4 separate regions of the Mus musculus genome follow, and all the other regions are linked to region 3. A link is a contact called in public HiCAR-type, HiChIP or PLAC-seq and promoter capture Hi-C data. All regions are on one chromosome and are shown on one strand. The core of a region is the stretch at or near the end of the contact, and the rest is flanking DNA. Distances in the headings are between cores, read along the strand shown.

Region 1 (2,700 bases), core at 46-2,545, 430 kb after region 3:
CTCAGCAAGGGTCAGCTGGTAGGAAGTGCCAAAGGCAGGCCACAGGCTTTGCATAATCGACCTGCGGTGGTCTCCTTATCCAGAGCAGGACCCAGTATGGATAGAGAGTAGGTCTCTCTCTTTCCCGGAATTTCCCACTGTCAGGGCTCAGCCCCAGAGGCTAGATGCAACTCTCCAGGGTCTTTATCTCCTCTTGCTGTACTGCCTCACTTCCAGGACTTCATTTGGTGATGTCGACTCCTCTGATAAGGTGTGTGTGGCCCTGTGCCTGGTCTGATAAAGAAGAGAGAGTGTGGAATATGTTGCTGCTATCGTCACAGCCTCCATCTGTTCCAGGGCTCACAGCGCTCTCGGGAAGGGGACCTTTTTCTCTGAGCTCAGAGCTATCTGGAGGGAGCCACTCACCTTCCTCTTCGGGTCACACAACCAGTGCATGGGCCCTGTGGGGCTCCAGGCTGGAAAAAGAATCTCAAGGGATATGATGTGTTGTTACACTTGGCTTTACCTAGGGGCGGAGTCCCACCGCCCTCTGTCTGAGCAAGCCATGCCTTTGTCTGTGTTTTTGTGTACCTGTCTTGCTCCCTCCTTCCTGAAGTGAAGACTGCCCAAGCCAGGGTACTCCGCCTTGTTTCCCTGGCACTCAGCCAGGGCACCGGCCACACCTGCAGGAAGGAGGGGCAGACCCGCAGCTGCTGAGGTTGGATGGAGGATGCCCAGGGGACAGACAGTCTATGCCCACTACTCCGAGGTCTCCGGGTGTCCTAACACTTGACACGCTGCCGCTTCTGCGCCCGCTCATTCCTTCCCTTTAATGGCTTCCAAGGGAGAAAGGCTCAGAGCTCCACAGGCAGGGCAGCCCTCACTGCACATGGTGTCTTTCCCCAGGTGTACAGCAGGAGATACCCAGCTCAGCCCACTTCTGCCTGTCTCTCAGGGCAGCCCATCCAGCCTGCTTGAAGCTAACTAACTTCATTCCATCTCATCTTTAGTATTCACACTGCCTTCCAACTCTACTTCAGAGACTCAACGCACTCCAAAGCAAACTTCAAACCGTCCTTCTTTCCAGGGAGACATAGCAAAGGGCTGGGACTGGGGTGGCAGGGCAAGGTGGGTGAGGGTGGAGGGATCCTTTTTCTTACTTACCGTGCACAACGTCCCGGGGGAAGACTGGGGACCTGGGACTCAGTCGGCTCTCGCGTAGGGAGGAAGCTGGCAATGAGTTTCTGCTCAAGTCCTTCATCCCAGCTGGAGAAAGGCACCCTGGCCACATCAGTGTGCTGCGAATCCCAGCCACTGAGCAGGCTCCGGCTGGGATGAGCTCACCAGGATGTGGCCTAATGGGTTAACTCTTTGCAACCTGCTGGCGCAGGCACTCGAATGTGGCTTTCTCAGCTCTGCTCAGCCACTATTAGACAAATCTTGTGAAAAATTAATGAAGTTTTTCTGCAGTGTGCCTTTGAGTTTCAGTAGAAGTGTGTATTTGGCTGGTAGTGCCTGGGCAGAGAGGATCCTGACCTAGGTTCAGCAGGCTGTGGAGGTTCTGGGATGGGGGAGGTGTGAGGTGGTGATGGTGGGTTACATGTGATATGTGTGCCTGGCTCAGAAGCTGTGTTCGGGGCAGTATTATTGATAGTGAGATCTGGGCCTCTCTTCCTGCTTTGGATGTTGGAGAGCTCTGTGTTTGTTGAGTTAGGGAACACCTTTAGCTCCAAGATGCAAGGAGTATCTCTGGGAGCACCCCAGTAATCACACTCATGATGGCTACCCTTCATTACACAATGCCAGGAGCCAAGACATGTCCCTCGGGGATAGGTCTAAAGAATTTCCTTCTTGCTTCTCCCATCTAGCCCACTAGTTTTCTATTGATCTTTTTTGTGAGATGCCAGTTACAATCATGAAGATAAGCAAGCAAATCATGGCAAGAGGCAGAAGGACGTCCACTGTTGAGCCCGTCTGCCCGGGCGTGGGGGAAGCCAGTGTGAGCTGATGGGATGCCAGTTCTCAAGGTGTCGATGGATACCCTGCGGTCGGCAGTATTATTTAAGATTCTGGTGGCCAGACTAATTGGTTGTCTTTCTCCCAGCTATTCTGAGAAGATGGAAGCCATTACTGGTGGGGCAGGAGGGGGACTTTGATACCAGCAAGGATACACTGGGGGCTTCCTCTGTGGAGTGTAAAAAAAAGTCTTTCCCAAGAGTCATCAGGGAGGCCTAAAGCCAGTCAAGTTCAAAGCCATGGGCTCTTCCGTCTCAAGCCTTTTGATTTTCATGACTTGCAAAGATGAAGAGGGCTTGGCTATGTCATCAGTGTTTGGTGACATTGAAAGCTGAACCCTTCAGCTGAGGGAGTGAAAGAAGGGAGGCTAAGGGCTCCAGGGAGTTGACTTTGAAGGATTTAGTGGGTGCCACTTCTCTGACGTAGGTGCCTCTTATTCTGTGTTCAGATCAGCTTCTGAGACTGGAGTTATCAGGTGCCAAGGAGCCCTGGGATGAGTTGTTGTGCAATGCAGACAAGAACTTATTTTTCTTTAAATTCAGATTTCTATGTTTTCTTCTCCCTTTTCAGGATGTGGCTACATGGTGCAGAACTAACCATCACTAAGAGTTAATGCCTAATCTATTGTTTTTTCTGTGCTACTTATTATTCTAGGCATTTTTATTTATATAATAATTCACTATTTACTACAAAACCCCATGTGGC
Region 2 (2,749 bases), core at 121-2,620, 270 kb after region 3:
AAGCACGGGTAGAGCAAACAGAACATTCAAAATTAAATACCATGAAAAAAAAAAAAGAAGTAAAGGCATTCCATGAAAAAAAAAAGGTAAAAGAATTCCTTAAAGAGAGAATACTAAGCAGAAAATGGCAGAGACAGCTTTGAACTGTTTTGAATCGACATGGTTTCTGCCTCCCATGCTAAGAATAGACTGAAGGCCAGGCATGGTGGTCTATGCCTTTAGTCCCAGAACTTCGGAGGCTGCGACAGGTGGATCTCTGTGAGTCTGAAGCCAGCCTGGTCTACCTAGAGAGTTCAATGCCATCTGGGGCTACACAGTGAGATCCTGTCTCAAAAAACAAAGGAACAACAAACCACCATAGAGAATAGATGGGAACCTCTAGCCGCACCCCTGAGGATGAAGCCTGCACTTCTCCGTTAAGCTCTGTAACTCCTCGGGGGCACAGGCATGAGGGGGCAATGGGTGATCTGGGTTTACCTGAAGACTTCCTGAAGCTCTGGGATGTGGCCCCAATGCTCACCTGAGTCACACCTGCAGGACAGCAGAGAGCAGCAGCAGTTGTGGACGTATGGGACCTGCAAGAGCATGCACACAGAGTTTAGTGGCCACCGTGATGTCTGCTTCTGTGACGAACCAGACCTTGGTGAGGCTCAACTAAGACACACAAAGGACTAGACAGTCAGAAAGATCCTTAGCTCTGAGGCAAGCCCTAGGACTGCAGACAGATCATAGTCTACAGCTAGGCATAACTACCAACTGCCTGGCAGGTTGGCTCCTCCAGCCCACTCTGACAATTTCTTCAGACTGCAAGATCCTTCATTGTGAACAGGGCAGGGATTCTAAATGGACTGAGTCCCTGCCAATAAAAGCTTCTGTTAGCGGGTGGGGACAGGCCTCCTGGTTATCTGAAAATGGAGACGATGCTGAGATTGGCTAATTTAAACCTGTTAAGCAAACATGTAGTCTTGAGGCCACTAAACACCCAGCAGGTATAGCGTCCAGGTAGGAAACACAGAGTCCCCTGTTCATTCTGTGGATCAGAGAGGCAACAGGAGAACATGGAGCCATGGTGGACAGGCCCATGCCTGTCCAACAGGATCCTTCCCAAGCAGAGAAAAGAAAGGGTGGGCAGGACCCCAGCTTCGATGATCTGCTAGAGGCAGTGGGATGCTGGGCTCTTGGGTCTCGCATCTCACTCTACTGTATTCCTTGAGAACGCCTTGAGAAGAGAAAAGAGGCTTGCCTGCTATAACAAAGCCAGGGAGGGCCACAGTCCAGGGCAGTGGCCGAATCAGGTCTAGAAGCAGTAAATGCCACAGAGATACTAGGAAAGTGTAAGACTTACCTCTGACTGTGACAGAGAGAAGCATAGAGGAGAGCTGCCCCCTGGGCTTTTATAGGCCACCACTAACCCCCTGGGCTCATTCTTCCTCTATATTTGGAAAGAGAATGACTGACACCACAGGCTGAGAACTGGCCCCCTCCACACGTATTTTTCGCCGTTGCCAAGGGAAAAGTATATATAGAAATGAGCAGGGTCCGAAACCATTTTTTCCAACTGTAGAAAGCTGGGAATTTGAGATGCCTTGCTCTGTGAACTCAGGGCTGTAGCTTCTCCACCTAGCACAATGGGATCTCCTTTGCTTTAGGAGCCCCTACCTGGCTCCATCCTGCAGGCCATCCCACCCTGAAATCAGCTGAAGCCACTACCACTTGGGAACAGGGGACACACAGTTGTGCTATTTGCTTAGAAAGCTCATCGAAGATAAAGTAGAATTGAACTTGTTGAAGTCCCCTCACGGTTATGAGCCAAACTCTGTAAAACTTGTGCAGTTGGATTATAGTTTTTTTTTTCTCCTTCTCCATCTCTCTCCTTCCCCTCATTACTTTCTGTCTCATTACTATAATTATTTACTTAATCCTTTCTTAAGCACTAGCAGGACCAACAAGCAAGTAAATGACAGGGAGCTATGCCACCAGCCCATGTTCACAGTGACAGCTGCTTAGGGGCCTGTGGTTATCAAGACATATTACCAATTAGGAAAGGCCAGCTGCCAGCCTAGATAGGGGGCGAGGGGAACGGTAGTGGCCTGAAGAGAAAGGGGGGATGGGTATCGCCTAACAGATGCTGTCATTTCTAAATCAGGACTGGAAAATTAAACCTTAACAAGAGAATTAAGGTACAGTTGACATTTTTGTCCATTTCCATTCCTCTCTTTCCTGGTCCAGTCTTTGTGGTGAGGGTCTGAGTTGTATGGGGTCATGGTTGTTCATTTAATAGAGAACTTCATGCCAATACATCCCATTTGAGAATATGGACTGTCCTCTTACAGCCTACCCATACACTGGTAAGGGAAGAAGGGAGAAAGCAGGACCAAAGTCTTCATAGGGACCATTATTTTTTTCGAGACAGGGTTTCTCTGTGTATCCCTGGCTGTCCTGGAACTCACTTTGTAGACCAGGCTGACCTCGAACTCAGAAATCTGCCTGCCTCTGCCTCCCAAGTACTGGGATTAAAGGCATGCACCACCACCGCCCGGCCATAGGGACCATTATTAAACATCCTCTGTATGTTCTTTCCTATTGAGGACTCTTCAAAAAGGCAGAGTGGAATCGGAAGATAGTCTTTCCCCAACATAAACCATTTTGTGGGCAATGAGTCATACAGCCTTCACACATTCCCTTCCAAGATTTAGGCAATTTCATAGCAGAGAGGCCACGCTGAGGCTCTCTGATGCCTGTGGTTAGC
Region 3 (2,882 bases), core at 53-2,552:
GCCATCCCTGCCCAAAGGTCCACCGGGTGGGAATTCCCTGCAGAAAGACTGGTAAAAACCGTGGAGGAAATATCCCTATCAGAATTCCAGGAGGATTTGTGCAGGAAACCGTAGACATTTTTTTTCAGTCTGGTTTCCCCTCCCTCGTTTCCTACCGGTTTTGGTTCCTTTCCATTTTCTATGGTAATAGCTTCATCCTATCTTGAATAGAAAATCCATTTAAGGGACTCTTATGATTCTCATGGTCTTAGGGTACTGTTAAAATTTCTCTTCCAGCTTTATCAAAAAGTGAATTATTCTTTTTTGGCAAATTTCCAACATTTCTACTTCTTGGTTATATTAGAGAAATCTTTAAATATATAAATAAAATTTCTTATTTCTTTAATAACACATTGGTGTTCATTTCTCTTGATTTTATAGCACACAATATTTGTGGTTTATATTTTTCATTTTTCACATCTCCTCTTAGGATCCCCTGGTTATTTACTTTTAACAAATGCACAAAGCATGATTATGCATATTAATGAGACACAGTGTATTTCAGTCCATGAATGTGATTCCTACTGGTTCAAATCCCAACTGTGCTGTTTACCAACCGCATGAAAGGGACCTTCTGTGTCTTGGGGAAAAAATGAGGACGTGGTGCCCCCAGGTGTGAGTTGAAGAGAAGGTTTATTGTAGAGAGCAAGAGACACAGACAACTGGGATGGTCCAGATTGAACTTGACCAGCAGACTGAACCTGGTCATGGAACTGGGGGAGCGAGAGAGGAAGAGAAGAGAGAGGGGACAAAGAGAGTTCCCTGGGAACCCAGAGACCAAGAGGCCAAGAGACCAAGAGAATGATAGCCAAAATGGCTGGGTTGTAGAGGAGTCCAAGAAGCTAGGGGGATGGGAAGTGAGGCTCAGGGGGTTGGAAGTTGAGAGTAGGGTGGGGTGAGAAGTGCATGGAGGAGCCAGAACTCTGTAAAGGTACAGACAGTGCTGGGAGAGACCAGCCTGCAATGATTCCCTTTGATATGTTAAATAGGCAGCCCAGGCACAGTTAAGGAGGAGCAACCCATGCAGCTTCTTTTGCCAGAGATAAGGAGAATGACTCCTTTTAATGAGCAGAAACTATCTTCTAAAAAGCCAGAGCTTTTGTCTAAATGCTGGACTTTGGGAAAAGGAATTTCTTGAAATCTAATATGTCTCAATTTCTTCATTTGTAAAATATGCAGAACAGTAGCTCCTACCTCATAAGGTGTAGGTTTGAGTTGAAGTGAGTAACCAGATTAAAGCAGCCCCTAGCTAGTGGGAAGGAGCCCTGTGGGCATGTCATTGCTGTGGCCAGAAGCAAGCAGACAAGGTCAAGGCTATAGCTCTGGGAGAGTCAAGGGCAGGGACAAAAGCAGAATTACAGAGCAGCTGGGAGAAAACTTAAAGACCTTTATCTGGTGATGGGCCTTTTGGGGTGGAGGCCACACTAAACTCCAAAAAAGAATATTATTGTGTGATAGGAAACTGTGGGAGACTTTGCAAGGCAGCAACAGTGTAGAGGCTGTCTTCCCAGGTTCCTCTCACTGAAGCTCACTAGGAATTCCGAGTTGAGCCTTGCCAGGGATCATGCTGTCTTTGGCTCCTAGCCTTCCATGCTTTCCAGATGGCCCAAGGAGAGTTCTGTATTGCCTTTGTATGAATATGTCAAACCCATTTTTTCTTTTTTCTTTTCCCCTTTTGGTTTTTGAGACAGAATCTTGTCTTGCTGCCATGGCTGACATCAAACTACAACCTTTTGCCTCAGCCTTAGGAACTGCGGGATTGGCAGTGCACACCTCTATGCCCCACGTTCTGAACTTTAAATGGTTTCCTAAGCCACCTCCTCCTCTCTTCTCTTCAGCCCATCCTTAGGAATGTACACACATTTTAGTGAGTCCCATTCTAGCCTGGAGAGTCACTCACCAGGAGTCTTGGTCTCATTGGGAATCAGGCATCGCACAAAGTGAGGATGGGTGCTCCTTAGGTTGGTCATCAATTTGTTTAAGTTTTCCTGGGGCACAGATAGAAGCAAGCACATCTCTCTTAGTGCATGCCATTTCACTGGACAGAGAAACAAGTGAAAGAGGAAGATATCAAAAGAGAAACCACGTACCCTGAACACAGCAGACACAGTCTGGAAGGAGGAGCCCTTCTTCTTTCCTCCCTTCTTGCCTCCTGCGGAGTCACCTGCAGGGGGACACACAGAATTGGGGTCAGGTGGTCTAGGGGAAGGATCTATACACGCCCTCTTCTGAGCTCAGTGGCAAGAATGTTGACTGCATTGGCCCAAGTTTTGTTGGGTTGTTCTTAGCACACACCTAAGCTCTCTCTGATTTGGGGACACTCAATTTTATCAGTGTGCTAATAGGCTGGGGTGGGATGTGGTGACATTTAGCAGAGAGCCATAATACACACTCTTGGTGTAGGAAGACAGTCCTCTTCTTGGGGAGTCTGACATTTAGTCAAATGGGTTGAGACATTCTTCTCCATGATTGGAATCTCTCTCCTGTATTTACCCCTTTATTATTGATAGTTTGATTTTATTTTTTATCTTGGAGACCGGGTCTTGCTATGTAACCCAGCCTGGCTTTGAACTTGTAGCAATCCTGCCTCTACTACCCCAGTGCTGAGATCATAGGAACAGCTCTCAGTATCCTGGAATCTGCCTTCATGAGGAAGAAACTGAAAAGAACAAAACTCTATTTTTTTCTCACAAATATTCTATAGTCTATTCCCCCCTCCTTTTCTGGGAGAAACCACCTAATTTCTTGTCTCAGTGTGAAGTCAGTGATGCTTGGTCTAAGTTTACTGAGTAGCTATCTTTTCTATTTAGCCTCTGAAACTTAATCTTTATTCAGCTTTGGGA
Region 4 (2,817 bases), core at 86-2,585, 300 kb after region 3:
GATACATGTGTGACACAGTGCATATGTGGAGATCAGAGGACCGTTTGAGGGCTGGAGTTTACTGTTCCCACCATGTGGGTCTTAGAAATTGAACTCGGTTCATCAGGTTTGGCAGGCAGCAACCTGTACCCAGTGACCCATCCAGTGACAGCAGTGTCAGAGTGAGGAGAGCCCCCATTCTCATGTCTAGCTGGAGCCTGGCCCCTGTGCGGAATATGGAGTTGGAGCCTTTCTGTTAGGAGTAGCTTAGAAGCTTAGACTGCGATTTCATGTTTCTTTAGAGATTTAAAGTAGGAACTTGGTTAGGCAGAGCAGGTGGTTAGTGACCAGGAGTCGGAAGGATTTTAGAAAGTCAGGAATTTTTAGCAACAGCTAGATTTTGGTCAATTCAGATAGAACTACAGAGGTTTTTTTGTTTTTTGTTTTTGGTTGTTTGGTTGTTTGGTTGGTTTGGTTTGTTTTTTTTTTTTTTTCATAATAAGAATAGTTTGTAATTTAGCACCTTGGCCTTTTATGTTTGTCATAATCCTTAGTATTCTTGGTTCTTTTAGCATTACAAATTCTGTTTATAAATAACCTAATGAGATACTTTCTAGAGTTTAAGTGGAGATTACGTGTGGGATGAAAAGATTGTGTTTTCTGTTCTGGCTCAGAATCTGGGGCCTGGTTCTAAGATTAGGAGAACCGGTTCAAATTAGAATTCACCTGCTCATAGAAAGGACAGTGGGTGCAGTGATGTCATAGCATTTGTAGTTTTCATTTATATATTTCTGTGTGAGTACACACCCATCTGTTTGAGAGCCCTAGGAAGCACAAAGGGGATATCAGGTCCCTGTGTTTGTAGATGCAATTACAGGTGGTTGTGAGCTTTCTGACCTGGGTACTGGGAATTCAGGCACCCTAGAGGAAGCTCTTTCGACCTCTGGGCATCTCTTCAGCCCATATACTGGGCTTTTTTGAATTTTTGAATTATTCTTCTTTATATTAGTTACGTTTCTATTGTGATTTAAAAAAACAATGACCAAAAGTAACTGAAGGTAGAGTTTATTTTGCCGTAGAGTTCAGAGGGATAAGAATCTTTTATATCCAGGTGAGGTAACACATACTTTTGGGAAGCAGAGGCAGGTGGATCTCTGTGAGTTCTAGGCTAACCTGATCTACACTGGGAGTACTAGGATAGCCAGGGCTACATAGAGAGACCCTGTCTCCAACAGTAGCCCCCCACCCCCGCTCTGTGAGTCTGCTGTATCAGGCAGGCATGATGGCACCACAGGGAGCCGAGGGAGGGCGTGGTCAACGGCAGGATGAAGCAGAGGGTGGACTGGAAGTAGCTCGGGGGCGGGGCTTTAAACAATGAAAGCCTGCCCTCAGTGGCTCACTTAATCCAACAAGGCTGCACCTACCCATAAATGCCACCGACTGGGGCGGGACACCAAACTCCCAAGCCTCTGGGGACTTTTGTCATTAAACTACCTTCTTTTCAGATCATTGCTGTCTTCCCTCAGATACTAAAGGGAAAGACTTCTTTCTGCAGGCTGCTCATCAGCAAAGAAAAAAGCCTTGGCCTGCCGGAGCATCCCAGAGTGGGCTCTGCTGTGGGAAGTAGGTGGCTGAGTGAGTGTGACGGTGCTGTGGGATGGGTGCGGTTTTATGTAAATGAAATACTTGTTTCAAGCTAGCCCGTGTAGAAGACATAAAAACCTGTTATTTTATTTCCCAGCTGTAAGCCTAGACTGGGCAGGCTCTGAGTATTCTCACCTTTATCCAAACCATAGGCCCCGTGCTACTTACCGTTCAGTCTCACTGGGCTGGCTCTGTTCCATGTGTGTCCTCAGGACAAGCTGCTTTTGGCCTCATGGTGACCTCCTTCCTCCATCAGTTCTCTCCTTCCTACTCCCCCCAGCCCCCATGGTCTCTCCTGAGACCCCTCACTCAATTCTCAGGTCCCACATTTCTCTCTCTACTACCCAGTCTCAGGCTCAAGCCTTTTATTAACCAATAGCTTTAAAGCGGGGAGCAAGGTTTACACAGCAAGGGCTGGTGTATGTGAGGATGCACTTGTCTGGGTGGCAGCCAGCTCTTGAATTTAGCATTTGTATACATAGCAACTGACAAATCCCCAATGTTTAAAATGGGTGCAAAGTAAGAAATGTTTCCAGATTTGAATTTGGCCATTGTGGTTGGAATTCCTGATGTTCAGTTTGGTAGTGCCCTCTTGTAAATGGTTAGTCTTCTGAGTGAGAGAGGTTATCATCTTTACGGATGAGAACTGAAACATTTCAGAGCTAAGACCTCAGTGCCTTCACACTTGTCTGTCTGTCTTGCTGTCTAGTGGATTAACCTTTTTGTCATTTTCTTCTGTCCACTGGAAGGCTGTAGTATTTTAACGTGGGTCTCTTTTCCCTCTCCTTAGCTTATTTAGAAGTCTGCTTGGAGGTTATGGCTGATAAGCTGGTGCCCAGTTCCCCGGCTGATGCTTCAGAGCCACTGTTTTCCTTCGGAGTTATAGCAGATATTCAATACGCAGATTTAGAAGATGGATACAATTATCAAAGAAGCCGGCGGAGGTACTACCGACACAGTCTTATTCACTTACAGGGTGCCATCGAAGACTGGAATAAAGAAAGCAGCATGCCCTGTTGTGTCCTGCAGCTTGGAGACATCATCGATGGCTACAATGCACAGTATAAAGTATCAGAAAAGTCTCTAGAACTTGTCATGAACACATTTCAGATGCTTAAAGTTCCAGTTCACCACACGTGGGGGAACCATGAGTTCTATAACTTCAGCAGAGACTACTTAGCAAGCTCTAAACTG

Evidence for each region. Promoter capture Hi-C pulls out the DNA fragments that hold promoters and counts their contacts. HiCAR-type assays count read pairs that join an accessible place to other places. HiChIP or PLAC-seq counts read pairs in DNA pulled down with a chosen protein or histone mark.
Region 1: an H3K27ac HiChIP or PLAC-seq map of embryonic stem cells shows a contact between it and region 3, with 4 times the contacts expected there. The contact joins the promoter of Pirt here to the enhancer-like site in region 3. A contact is called at or near these places in 17 of 39 promoter capture datasets (the 3T3-L1 cell line, the HPC-7 cell line, cranial neural crest and 9 more), 27 of 484 Hi-C or Micro-C datasets (the Ba/F3 cell line, adipose-derived mesenchymal stem cells, cerebellar granule neurons and 10 more), 1 of 115 datasets of contacts at active chromatin or transcription factors (embryonic stem cells) and 2 of 9 other capture datasets (embryonic stem cells and pancreatic islet).
Region 2: a promoter capture Hi-C map of embryonic stem cells shows a contact between it and region 3, with 2.7 times the contacts expected there. The contact joins the promoter of Myh3 here to the enhancer-like site in region 3. A contact is called at or near these places in 14 of 39 promoter capture datasets (the 3T3-L1 cell line, the C10 cell line, cranial neural crest and 8 more), 1 of 484 Hi-C or Micro-C datasets (embryonic stem cells), 4 of 115 datasets of contacts at active chromatin or transcription factors (the HL-1 cell line, embryonic stem cells and kidney) and 1 of 9 other capture datasets (embryonic stem cells).
Region 4: a HiCAR-type map of embryonic stem cells shows a contact between it and region 3, with 4 times the contacts expected there. The contact joins two enhancer-like sites. A contact is called at or near these places in 6 of 39 promoter capture datasets (cranial neural crest, embryonic stem cells, hippocampal neurons and 3 more), 15 of 484 Hi-C or Micro-C datasets (cortical neurons, embryonic stem cells, epiblasts and 5 more), 8 of 115 datasets of contacts at active chromatin or transcription factors (embryonic forebrain, embryonic limb bud and embryonic stem cells) and 2 of 9 other capture datasets (adipose tissue and liver).

The regions. Positions count from the first base shown.
Region 1 is chr11:66,910,586-66,913,285 of GRCm38.p6, reverse strand. Pirt (phosphoinositide-interacting regulator of transient receptor potential channels) reads right to left here and starts at 1,295. Exons shown (of 2, transcript NM_178656.3): 1 at 1,144-1,295. The region is part of intron 3 of Gm12298 (predicted gene 12298); the gene reads left to right.
Region 2 is chr11:67,076,921-67,079,669 of GRCm38.p6, reverse strand. Myh3 (myosin, heavy polypeptide 3, skeletal muscle, embryonic) reads right to left here and starts at 1,370. Exons shown (of 41, transcript NM_001099635.1): 1 at 1,346-1,370; 2 at 521-531.
Region 3 is chr11:67,344,126-67,347,007 of GRCm38.p6, reverse strand. Myh13 (myosin, heavy polypeptide 13, skeletal muscle) reads right to left here. Exons shown (of 39, transcript NM_001081250.2): 15 at 2,130-2,203; 16 at 1,940-2,027. Among named protein-coding and RNA genes, the nearest start is that of Gm40029, 4.9 kb to the left of the region's middle. Within about 2 kb of position 1,302, at least 19 of the 459 cell types and tissues checked have an H3K27ac peak or open chromatin away from gene starts, as enhancers often do. A contact at or near this core is called in cerebellum and embryonic stem cells, where this site is marked.
Region 4 is chr11:67,041,704-67,044,520 of GRCm38.p6, reverse strand. Adprm (ADP-ribose/CDP-alcohol diphosphatase, manganese dependent) reads left to right here. Exons shown (of 5, transcript NM_025510.3): 3 at 2,414-2,817. The coding sequence starts at 2,440. Among named protein-coding and RNA genes, the nearest start is that of Adprm, 9.5 kb to the left of the region's middle. Within about 2 kb of position 1,335, at least 31 of the 459 cell types and tissues checked have an H3K27ac peak or open chromatin away from gene starts, as enhancers often do. A contact at or near this core is called in embryonic stem cells, where this site is marked.